2 separate regions of the Mus musculus genome follow, and region 1 is linked to region 2. The links are chromatin contacts, called in public Hi-C maps. All regions are on one chromosome and are shown on one strand. The core of a region is the stretch at or near the end of the contact, and the rest is flanking DNA. Distances in the headings are between cores, read along the strand shown. Region 1 overlaps Gm43837 (a long non-coding RNA gene). Region 2 overlaps Rell1 (RELT-like 1).

What was found. A called contact is a pair of places that touch in the nucleus more often than the background predicts.
Region 1: a Hi-C map of pro-B cells shows a contact between it and region 2, with 5 times the contacts expected there. The contact joins two enhancer-like sites. A contact is called at or near these places in 2 of 15 datasets of contacts at CTCF or cohesin (both in the NIH/3T3 cell line), 8 of 484 Hi-C or Micro-C datasets (the Ba/F3 cell line, the HPC-7 cell line, cortical neurons and 4 more) and 1 of 115 datasets of contacts at active chromatin or transcription factors (microglia).

Annotation. Positions count from the first base shown.
Region 1 is chr5:64,384,224-64,390,079 of GRCm38.p6, forward strand. It overlaps Gm43837 (a long non-coding RNA gene), which reads left to right. Exons shown (of 3, transcript XR_003955925.1): 3 at 5,506-5,652. Among named protein-coding and RNA genes, the nearest start is that of Gm43837, 9.2 kb to the left of the region's middle. Within about 2 kb of position 4,443, at least 112 of the 459 cell types and tissues checked have an H3K27ac peak or open chromatin away from gene starts, as enhancers often do. A contact at or near this core is called in pro-B cells, where this site is marked.
Region 2 is chr5:63,904,503-63,910,263 of GRCm38.p6, forward strand. It overlaps Rell1 (RELT-like 1), which reads right to left. Exons shown (of 7, transcript NM_145923.4): 7 at 4,396-5,761. Among named protein-coding and RNA genes, the nearest start is that of Rell1, 62 kb to the right of the region's middle. Within about 2 kb of position 3,134, at least 20 of the 459 cell types and tissues checked have an H3K27ac peak or open chromatin away from gene starts, as enhancers often do. A contact at or near this core is called in pro-B cells, where this site is marked.

The DNA of each region.
Region 1 (5,856 bases), core at 3,193-5,692, 480 kb after region 2:
TGATCACTAATTGAGAAAATGCCCCACAGCTGGATCTCATGGAGGCATTTCCTCAACTGAAGCTCCTTTCTCTGTGATAACTCCAGCTGTGTCAAGTTGACACAAAATTAGCCAGTACAGATAGGATGTGCCAATGGAAAACACCATGGACAACTGAAGTTTCTTAGAGATTGCGAGGGTCTTGGGAAATCTGAATCGATGCCCTTTTGGTGAAAATATGGACAGATCCCACTTAAGTTGAGCATAGCACATACATATGACTTTGTAAGTGCTGTGGGTGAGGTCCATGAAGCCATGACAGAGATTGGAATCTATACTCTTGCACCCCACAAGCCTCTGGGATTCCCTGGAGAGGAGGTCTGTGCTAGATTCGGCACTAAGTTCCTTTGTGGGAGCTGGGGTGGGGCTGGGAAAAGCTGGTTGGTCGGAATGGTCTCCCTTTTCAACGGGAGACTGTGGAGCAAAGGGATCAGTTTGATGTTAAAGGCGATTTTCCAGTTCCAGGGAAATCAGACCCACATTTGGAAGGGATTTGGAGCACTCTCCCTGCCTGAAGTCAGCCGGAGAACCCTGAATGAGTTTCCACTATGCATGTTTGGGGATCCTCTCAGTTCCTACCAGTTCGCTTCAGCCTAAAACACTTCCTCCATTTCCAGAGGGTCTTCTGTTTTAGAAGGAATCAGTTTTAATTACTCAATTAGGGAACAAGCCCTACTCTTGGTCTAAAGCCATTTTGTCAGATTAGCTCAATGAAAATTAGTTTTATAGTTACTTAGTAACCTTAAACTTTTTTAGTAGATATTCTGTTACAAATCAGTTTCAAACAGTGCACCAAGGCTCAGGGTGGAGGTCAGAGGGCAGCCCAAGTGAGTTGGTTCCTTCTTTGTTCCCTGCGGATTTACAGAACCCAGCCTGTTAGACCTGGTGACCGGTGTCTTCACCTCCTCAGCCATCTTGTCAGTCCTAGCTCACCCACAGTGTCACTGAGGTTTACCAATTCAGTCAGAAGGATGAGAATTCACTTAGTACAGACAGATTTTTTTTATTATTTAAATGGAAATAAACCAAAGTAAAGTAATAAAAAATAAAATAAAAAATCACCACAGTTGCTTGGGGACACTGAAGCATTGAAAGATGTTTTCTATTTTTTTTTTTTTTTTGGTTTGGTTTTTTCGAGACAGGGTTTCTCTGTGTAGCCCTGGCTGTCCTGGAACTCAGAAATCCGCCTGCCTCTGCCTCCCAAGTGCTGGGATTAAAGGCGTGCGCCACCACCGCCCGGCAATGTTTTCTAATCTTAAATGGCCTGTTCATTGCTCATCTCGTTACTGTAAGAACATCTACAGTTTAGGGAAGGAAGGGTTTATTTCCGCTCTCAGTTTGAAGGTGTGGACCATCACGGTGGGGAGGTGTGGTGGGAGAAAAGTAAGGCAGCTAGCTAGGTACCTCAAGTCGGGAAGCAGAGAAGAGCTAATGCGCATGCTCAAGTTGCTTTTTCTAATACTCAGTCTGGAACCCCAGCCCATGAAACGTACTGCGCCAATGGATTGTCCTACCTGGGATGGCATCGTGCTCTCGGATGCACTAGTATCTGATTTCCTCTCTGTATCGGCTGCTTTCGTATTCAACCAAAGGATCTGACAGAAACAGCCTAAGAAGGAAAGTTTATTTCGACTCCTGGTTTCAGAGTGGGGCAGACATGTGAGAGCCCACCGCAGCCGGAGCATGTGATGGAAGACCCTTCACGTCACAGTGGGCCAGGGCTAGAGGCTGGGCTATCTTCTGAGGTCTGACTTAAATGACCTCCTTCCGCTAGCAAAGCTCCACTTCCCATTCCACAGCCTCCCAGGATAGAACCACCACATGGGGAATGAGCTCTCAAAGCCTGAGCCTGTGGGGGCACTTCAGAGTCAAGCCGCAATATTCTACCACTGGACCCAAAGGCTCGTGGGCATCTCGTGACTAGAGCTGCATCGTGTCTAATTTTAAGAATTCCTGTAGTCTTAATAGTCTCAACGTTGTTCCAGAGTCCAGTGTCTCTTCTGAGGCCCAAGAGAAAACTCCGGGCTGTGAGCCATTCAATCAAAACTGAAATGGCGTATAAGAGGACATAGGCTGAATGCTGCCATTCTAAAAGAAACAAGAGGGCAGCAAAAAAAGATAGGATCAAAGCAAGACTGAAACCTGGCATGATGACCATTAAATCCTGTAGTTTCTCAGGCAGCATCAGGCACACGCAGCCCTGAGTGCACACACACTTGTACAGTGTCAGACACACATAGCCCCTAGGCATACGCAGCTTCTGAGAGCCCACTTTGTTGTACCAAAGAAAATACTTCTAGTCAGTGCTTTTCTAGGAGGGCTTTAAAACTTTCTTTAAAATTGTTTTTATCCATACATTTCGATCATACATTTTCCTTTCCCCCAACTTCTCCCATCTCCTCCCCATCTCCCTACTCTACACAGCTTCACGTCTTTTCTCTCATAAGAAAAAGAAAAATGAAAGAGAAAATCAAAACAGACAAACAAACCAAAAAAGAAAAGAAAAGACAGGAAAAGAAAGGAAAACCAGTAAGAAAAAAATACCAAATAAAATAATGCAACTCACATACAATCAAGCACAGAGTCTACTTTGTGTTAGTCGACTACTCCTGGGCATGGAGTCTACCCTGGAGTGAGGTTGATACATCTGTGCATCTCTCCATTGAAGAACACGGATTTTCCCGTTCCCAGGAGTTTTGTTTGCAACTAGTTTGATGGTTAGGATTGGTCAGGAGTGGACTCCTCCACTTCCCTTTCTCCATCCTGGGCTCTTGTCTGATTTGTAACTATGCAGGTCTTGTTTGTATTGTTACAGTCTCTGTGTGTACATGTGTATCAGTTCTGGAAGACCCTGTTTAGGAAGGCATGTTTTTCATTCTCTCTTACAAAGGAAATTCTTTCAATGAGTCTGTACTTTCACACCGTAGAGCAGGGCGGGGTCTCACTTCCACTCCCATTTCCTAGTGCTGCAAGCAGCTTCTTGAAGGATGCTAATCTGTTTAACAGATTAGCTGCTTTGTCTATACTGGTTTTACCTCCAACTTTAGGTAAGTTTGTGTTTTGTGTTTTTTGTTTTTCTCTCTCAAACTGCATGTTTTCCCAAATTTTCCTGCTCGGAGTTTCCTGACTAAAAGCAGCCAAAAATGGCCCTGTACCAGCCTGAATGCTGTGAAGACTTGGAATTTTTTCAACCAAATAAATTGGCTCACTCTTTTAAAAACCAGCTTCAAAGCTGGATTGGTGGTGCACACCTTTAGTCCCAGCACTCAGGAGGCAGAGGCAGGCAGATCTCTGAGTTCGAGGCCAACCTGACCTGCAAAGTGAGTTCCAGAACAGTGGGGGCTACACAGACAAACCCTGCCTTGGAAACAAAACAACAGAAAAACCCAGCTTCACTTCAAAATTTAAAGACCTTAAAGAATACAGACAAATTCCTTCTGGAGATATAATAGAAATGACTTGAGATCTAATTCCCTATACAATCCCTGTCCTTGTCTGGAGCCTCTGAGCCTGTCCTTTGCCATCCGTGTTTCTGTCAGCATTCTGGGTCTTCTACATTTGGACCAGAATCATCCATTACATTCACAGCATGTCAGGGCTTCTCCAGTCCACTGCCCCAAACTTCCAAATTCCTTCCACAAATCATCTGCCAAAGTCTAAGCAGGATGACTTTGGGGTGTTCATAGAAGTCACCCTACTTCTCTGCTATCTGTTTTCTGTGTTTGTTACTTGAATATCACTCTGACCACTATCTCCAACAGAAATGGTAGAGGAGAGAGATGGTGGAGGAGAGAGATGGTGGAGGAGAGAGATGGTGGAGGAGAGTTTATGTTGGTTCTCGGGTTCAGAGGTTTCAGCTCATCACAGCAGGGAGGGAGTTGCAGAGCTCATGGCTGTCAGAGGAAGTTCTCAAGAGGCTCCATCTGCAGGAAGCAGAGAGCAGTCTCTGGAGGCCCTTTATTGAGTGATCACTACAGTCTATCGAAAGCTTTGCATTCTCTGCCCTTCCCTTCTCAATACCACATCTGACATAGGCAGATCCCAGCCAAGAGTGTGTTGATTAAAGTTTGTGTTTGGGGACTGAACACATGACTCCATAAGCAAGAGCGTTAAAAGACCAGAATTGGATCCCATGATGCACATAAAAAGCCAGGCATGGCTCTATGTGCACCTCTAACCCCAATGCTGAGAAGGGGGCTGGTGGAGAAGCAGAGACATACCATTCCACTTTGTGCTCCCGGCCGGTCACACACTTCCAGTCACCCACCAAGGGACTCTTTCATTGGCGAATGAAAGATACACACACACTAGCTTGTTTTTGAAATGCTGTGATTAGCTCAAAGGTTAGGCAGTGCTAAGCCTTTGCCTGCTACCCCAGGCCCAATAGGGAAGTGGGCAGTGGCCACTTACCAGAATTCTTACACTGCTCAGAGGCTCTCTCTGCCACAGCTCTAAATCTGAGCCATCTCTCAACTCATCTCAAGCCATCTCAGGCAATCCTCTGTCTCCACTTCTCTATCCCAAGCCCTCGCAAATCTAAGTGTCCCGGTCCATCTCCTTTTGCCCAACCATTGACTGCTAGCATCTTTATTGATCAATCAAAAACCAATTGGGGACAAGGTCCTTCAGCATTTGGACACACAGATTCCTGATTAAATCAAAGCATTAGAACCAATCCTCAATACATCAGTCCAGACACAGGTTCAGAGACCCTGTCTAGGAGGAATAAAAAGGAGAGTAATGGGACAAGATCCCAGGTGTCCTTATCTGACTTCTGCCTACATGCATAGATAGACATGTACACATGAACATACATGTGCACATACACGACACACAGATACAAAAGCCATGTTTTTCTTTAGTCTCAAAAAACCCTGAAAAATCCCAGAGGCTGCAAGTTGCTCCTGCTTGAAATCCATGGAGATCACTAAGGCTTCTCTGAGTCAGCTAGGAGTCTGAATGAGCTCAGAAAACCAGGAGCTAACTGTGAGGAGGTGGTAGGGAGGGGGTGTCAGGGTGGGAGGGTTGCCACTAGCTTCTGCAGGGGATGGGGAAGAGGAGAGAGTGGGGAGAATGGAAGGAGGGGACCATCCAGCAGCTGGCCCAGCTGTGTGGCCTGTGCTGTCCTCCCTTTCTGGCCCTCAATTGCTCTTTGAACAGCTCTGCATTTATGGCCACTTGGACAAGCCCCGGCATTGTTTGCCTCTAGTATCTAAGGTCAGAGGCCTTAGAGGAATGGCATGGTTCTATTTCCTTAAATAGTGACTTGGGAATGAAATGAGTAAGCGTGTCTTTAATTAGCCATACCCCAGAGGCCTGCGGGGGTGGGGGGGTCTGGTAGATGGTGGGCCCCCTGCCAAGATCAGCATTGTGAGGCTGGTATTTGGTCCAGGGTGTGGGGGGGGGGGGAGGGTTCAGTGCTATGCATTATTTACCCTCCCTCCTCATCTCCTATTGTCCTATCAGCCTCAACTCCAATTCTGTCCCCATGTCAACATGAAGGATGCCCCGGAGCTGGAGAGAGGAAAGAAGGGAGCCCTTTCTGAGCAACTACCACAGCCTAGGCACTGTGCCAGACACTGGAAAGGGCAAGGTCAAAGATGGAAGGATCGTGCGGAGGTGAGCCAATGAAGGCTGAGCCCAGGCCACCTAGTCCCACAGTGGTGATGCAGTTAAAGCATAAGGGTCCCTGGCACCAGGGGAGGTTTCAGAATTGCTGTATCCCCTTTACTGCATTTTTCACACTCTGTAACCACACCACAGAGCCACCCCTGCTACAATCTCCACCCTGTTTCTTTCTGTTGCTTCCAGAACCTG
Region 2 (5,761 bases), core at 1,884-4,383:
CAGAGGATGAGGCAGGAAGGTTTTGAGTTCAAGTCTAGCCTGGGTTATATAATGATTCATTGTCTCAAATGCAAGGAAGCAAGCAAGGAAGGAAGGACAGATGGACAGGAGGGAGGGAAAAAGAAAAGTCTGGGGAGATCGCTTGAATGGTCAAGTGTTTTCCTTGCATGTGCAAAACCCTAGGTTCCATTCCAAGTTCTTCTTGTCTAAAACAATGACTGAAGAGCAGCCAAAGGCTTAAACTATGAATTTGCAAATCCAGACTCATAAAGGTTTTCATGACATTAGCCATAAACCAAGTGACAATCTAGTAAAAATGGATGTCATATTTAAACCATAAATTATTTATTTATGGCTTACTTATTTATAGCAAGATGAAATAACTATATACACACTACTTCAAAAGTAATTTGCTGGGAGAGATGGCTATTGGTTGAATTATGGACTGAAATCCTCTCCATCAATTGTGTCTGCAAGCAAATCCTGCCTGGGCGTACTGAGACCCATTGCTCCAGTCACATCCATGTGTAAAGCAGAGGCGATGGCCAGGACTCCCTCTGCACCACAAGACAACACTAAGACATACAGTGCTGCTCACCTGCCCAGCTCCTGGCAAACCATCACAATTAGCTGTCTTCTGGTCACTTGGCTGAGGTCACTGGCTCACTTTCACAAGTCACATTCAACATCTTAGAAACTAAGTCTTAACTGCTACACACCAAAGCTCTCCAAACCACTTCTGATTACACCCATCTCTAAAGTGATAAAGTGACCCTTTCCCACTTACATCATCAATTATCACCCATCATTAAAATTACAATACAGAGGCACTTATCTGGAACAAACTTTATCCCCTTTATTTCATCCCATACTGACCGGTGCACACACAGGAGTTGACCCCACTTAGACTTTTAGGTCACATCACCCTTAAAGTGAGTAGCTCATATTAAGGTGACTCTTTCTTTTAGCGTTCCTTCTTCACAAGGTAATCATGTTGAGGGCCCGTGGGATCTTAAAGGGTCATTAGGCTGTGGAGGCTCCACTCTCAAGAACAAACTGTTTATTTCTCAAGTAACAGCATCAGGTCTCAAGACAGAATTAAGGAGTGAGTTGTGTCTTGTGGGGTTGCATTGGTTACCCTGAGAGCGGTTTTTCCTCTTCTCTGAGTCTTCCTTGGCCCGTCTCACAAACCCTCCTGCTACAGTGATGGTGCACCTGCCATTGTCCAGTGAACATCAAGGGCTTTATTAAATGTGGCTGCTAAGCTCAGACTTTTCAACCTCCCAAACTTGGGAGCAGTTAAGCCTTTTATCCTTTGAAACCATTCGACCCCAGGTATTTTGTTTATAGCCATACAAAACAGTGGCACCAATACCCACTAAAACAGCAGTGCCTTCTGGGAGTTTACGGGCAGGCTATGGCACGCATCACGATTTTGTGTGAATTTTCTACTCCTTAAAAAAGCACAAAGGGATCCCTACAGCAAGCTGGGTAGCTAGACTAATTAAATCAGTGGTGCCTGGGTTTAGTTAGAGAACCCAATGAAGTAAAGAGAAATTTAAGACACTCAGTATTAACATATGCATGCCCACACACATGAGAATGTACAACACACAGGCATGTCACACACACACACACACACACACACACACACACACACACCACATCCACATGCAAAAGTAAACCAACAAGCAAATCCACTGTGCAAACGATGGCTCGGGAAAATGCTAAGCCTCAAAGAAGCCAAGAGCCTGGTTCCCAGCATACAGCGTGAGTGGCAGAGGTAAGGCTCAGCTCTACATCGAAGGTCAAGCTATCTCTCTGAGTCCCAATTGCTTAGTCACACCATTTCTATGACAGCATTTAGGGCCTGAGGTTCTCTCCACAGTCATTCCTGCCTTCATCTGTGTTCACAGGCACTGTCTGGCCTCAGACAGTGAGGAAGCGTTTGAAGGGAAAAACAAGATAGATTGACAGGGTCAGAAAAAAAATGATCAGGAAAAAAAAACCAAACTCGCTCCTTTACTCCCATTAGCTAGCTAGTGATATCCTTTATTTTTAAAGGTTTATTCATTCTGCCAACACATCACGGGGGCTCTGCACACCAGTACACACAAATGGCCGGATCATGCCCCACTGCAGTTCCTACATCCAACCAGAAGAGGGGGCCAAAGTGCTATCTCTGTGTAAGGTGGATGCTCAGCGTCAAACACTTGGCTACAAAGCTCCAAGTTGCGGGGACCCCATTTGTAAGTCCCCTAACCTTCACTTTTTCAACTGTAAGTTTTGGATAGCGCAAGGCTGGCCAGCAAGACAAACTTGAGAAGGAATTGCAGAAGTGTGCAAAACCATAAACAGTGCCCCACCCCCAAAACCATAGATCCTCCAGGAGCCCAGATACAGAGAGCACTGACCAGGGGATCCAGACTGGCCATGATTTGCCACATTCCCAACCCTGACAGTGCCTGTGAACACAGATGAAGGCGGGAATGACTGTGGAGAGAACCTCAGGCCCTAAATGTGCATGCCTGCATTGAAAACGTTCTTATATAGTAAGAGTGGTGTTTCCTACAAAGTTGAAAATAACATAAGGTTAAAATGAATGGAACAAGTACGGAGTCAGAGGTACCGTGTGGACTTGGACTCTTAGCACACAGAAACACAAAGATGTGTATACTATATGGATTACTATACAGAGGGCAGAGGCTGCGACACCCAGTATCAATGAGCACAGCTTGTGTCCTTATTTTAAAAAATACCATTCTCTAGCAAAATGACTTAGGGCTCCTTAGATTCGCAGTTGGTCCTAAGGATGGGATGTTGAGGTTTGGTCTGTTGCTATGAATTGTAATGCTAAGTGTGAGGGGAGCAAGACTTGGTTGTCCCAGAGAGTCCCCACATAGATTCAAGTTATTTCTGATTAGTGAATAAAGATGCCTACAGCCTATAGCTGGGCAAAATTGAGATAGGTGGGGGCTTAGTGTTCCCGGCAGCATTGGAGTTGGAGATGATCACAAGGGGAGAGAGAAAGGTGGAGAGGGGAGTAAGATGCCCTGGGTTAGGAGTCAAGAAAGCACAGCCCTGAGGGCTGGCCAACTGGAGTTAAGAGCAGCCCATGTGAAACAGTAATAACTCAGGGTTATCAACAGGAAATATATTTTAACAGCATAGAAGGTAGATATTTGCCCAGCTGTGCTGTTTAAGGCTTGTAAATATAAAGGTTCCCTGTGTCTTTTATCTAGGAAAAAAAAATGGTCAAAGTCAGGGTAGAAACCTCAAATTGAGATTAAATATTTTCTACAACACTGGGGCAAGGAACAAGAAAACAAGAAGAGCCTGGGGCACCGTCTGGGCCAGAACGTAGTAAGGGGCTAGAAATAGGCGAGACAGAGGAGCGTGGGGGAAGTGGGGAGAGAGAGCACCGTGCCAAAGGCATCAATCTGTAAGAGCTTTCATTACAGGCACTATCCTCGAGGGAATGGAGTTGTATGCCCTTGTCCTGCTCCCTCGCACCCAGAAAAAAAAAAAAAACCCACATTGATACTGAAATTTCAACACCTAGAATAGGCCTCGCGTGACCCTTCTGGGAGCTAGGATCTTTGCAAATGTAACCAAGTTAAGATGAGTTCTTATGATGGATTGCAGTGGGCCCCTAAGCCAGGGGGCAGATGGCCTTAAAAGGAGGAATAGGATACCCACAGAGAAGGATATCTCAAGACACAGATCTTCAATGATGCAGAACTTCAAACCAGGAAATGCTGAGAACTTTCTAACAAACACCTCCCTCAGAATACAGGGTGGACCTAACCCTGGAGAAACGTTGTTTCTAGCTCTGGCCTGAAATAGCTTTCTATATTGCATTAGTTGCCAAGCTCTTGGTAACTTGTTGATTGGAGTCCTGGGGAAGTCACCTCCAATGGATGGTAAAGCTAGCAGACGAAAAGGTAAACACAGGTAAGTTACTAGCCTCATCCCCGAGTATCTTCCCTCTTCATTACAGAGGCACAAATAGTAACTGTAACATACTGAAGCCTGCTAGACATGACAACCAAATGACTGACTGGAAATCACAAGATGACACATGTCAACTCCATGTCCCCTGACGTGCAGCATCCTTACCAAGGCAAAACTTCAAGTCTCTCCAATGAGAAAGTTCCCCAGCTCAAATGGAAGGACACTGTAGAGAGCCGAGCAGCTTACTACAGTGTTGTGATCAAGAGACTGGACTAGTGAGCAGTCTTCGGAGATGCAATAACTCAGGGCAAAGTGGGAATCCCCCTCCCCCTGAGTTCTAATTTGTTTATCAATCTTGGACGGATGCTGCTTTCTTAGTCATGATCATGTTCCTATGGTGATGTAAGATGTTGAACACTAAGATTAGCAGACTGAGGGGTACCCATAAACTCCACACTATATTTATTTCTCTATGTCCCAAATCATCCATGGGGCGGGGGCGGGGGAGGAGGTAGAGGTGCTATAAAAGGGGAAATCCAATCAGACCAGCCTAACGATTACTCAACAATCGAAGACTTAAGAAGCTGGTCCTGTAAGATGTCGCTCATTCAAGCACACTGGTTTAATGCTTTTATTTTTAACTCTGCTTTGGTAGTACAAAATTCATAAAAAGTACAAACCAGACAGTTAAAAATACATTTGACACTGGAAACCAAAAAATTTTCCTTTACAAAATGTTTTACATCAAGATGGCAACCGAGTGACTCTTTCCTTTACACCAAGAAGCGATCCATCATTAGTGTCGTGGACAGTGACCTTGTCGAGGATCCTCAGAACTTCTGAGGGAGGAGGGAGGAGGAGGGACCCTAAACGCCAACTATGCTGGGAACCCTCAGGATTCTCACCAGGCTGTGCAAACCAGGACAAAGCTTATGTGTTGAATGTATTGAATGTTTAATTTTTGGCATCTCTGGAAGCCAGTCACCCATCTGCTCAAGTATTAGAAAATGTTTAAAATGTACTCTGGGTATATAAATACAATCTTAAATATCTTTGCTTATTTTTTTTTGTTTTGTTTTTTTTTATTGCTATAGAAAGTGCTCTACATTGAATAAAATTAAAAAATAATTAAAACTGAAGAATATTACATATTAGCCCATCACCATTTAAAGGACGTCATTTTTTTTTTTTTTTTGCAAAATGTATACTTTTTTTGTTTGTTTGTTTAAGTAAAAATACTGGCTTAGCTGCACAAACATTACTCCCATGAGCACTCACTCTGCTTCCTGGACCACAGTGAACCTGGCATCCACACTGGCATCTCTGCTTAGTAGACACAACACACATACCAAGTCACTAGCTGCCAGTGTGGGTTCACATCAAACTGCATCTACCACACGCATAAAATGTTTGAAAAAAAAAAGTTAGTTTGTGTCCAGAAGCAGAAATTTTTTTAACAGAAAATGCCCTGGGGTATATTTTTTTAAAACCCCACCCCACTTTTTTCTATTTTATTTTTGTACAGCCAAATTAAAAGCAAAAAACAAAAAAGAAACAAACAAACAAAAAACCCCAAAACCACACCCAGTAGTTAATGCATCACACCAATGGAAGTAGGGCATAAAGCTTGCCGCCCCGCCACCCTCCCCATCCCAGACCTATGTACTTTGAGGCGTTTTATAAAACAAGGCCAAGAGAGAGCCCTACCAGGCAAGAAGCCCCTAAGACTGGTAGAGCACATGCTCTACCACTGAGTGATAGCCCAGCCCTCTCTTCACTTTTTTTGTTGGAAGACAGGATCTGGCTC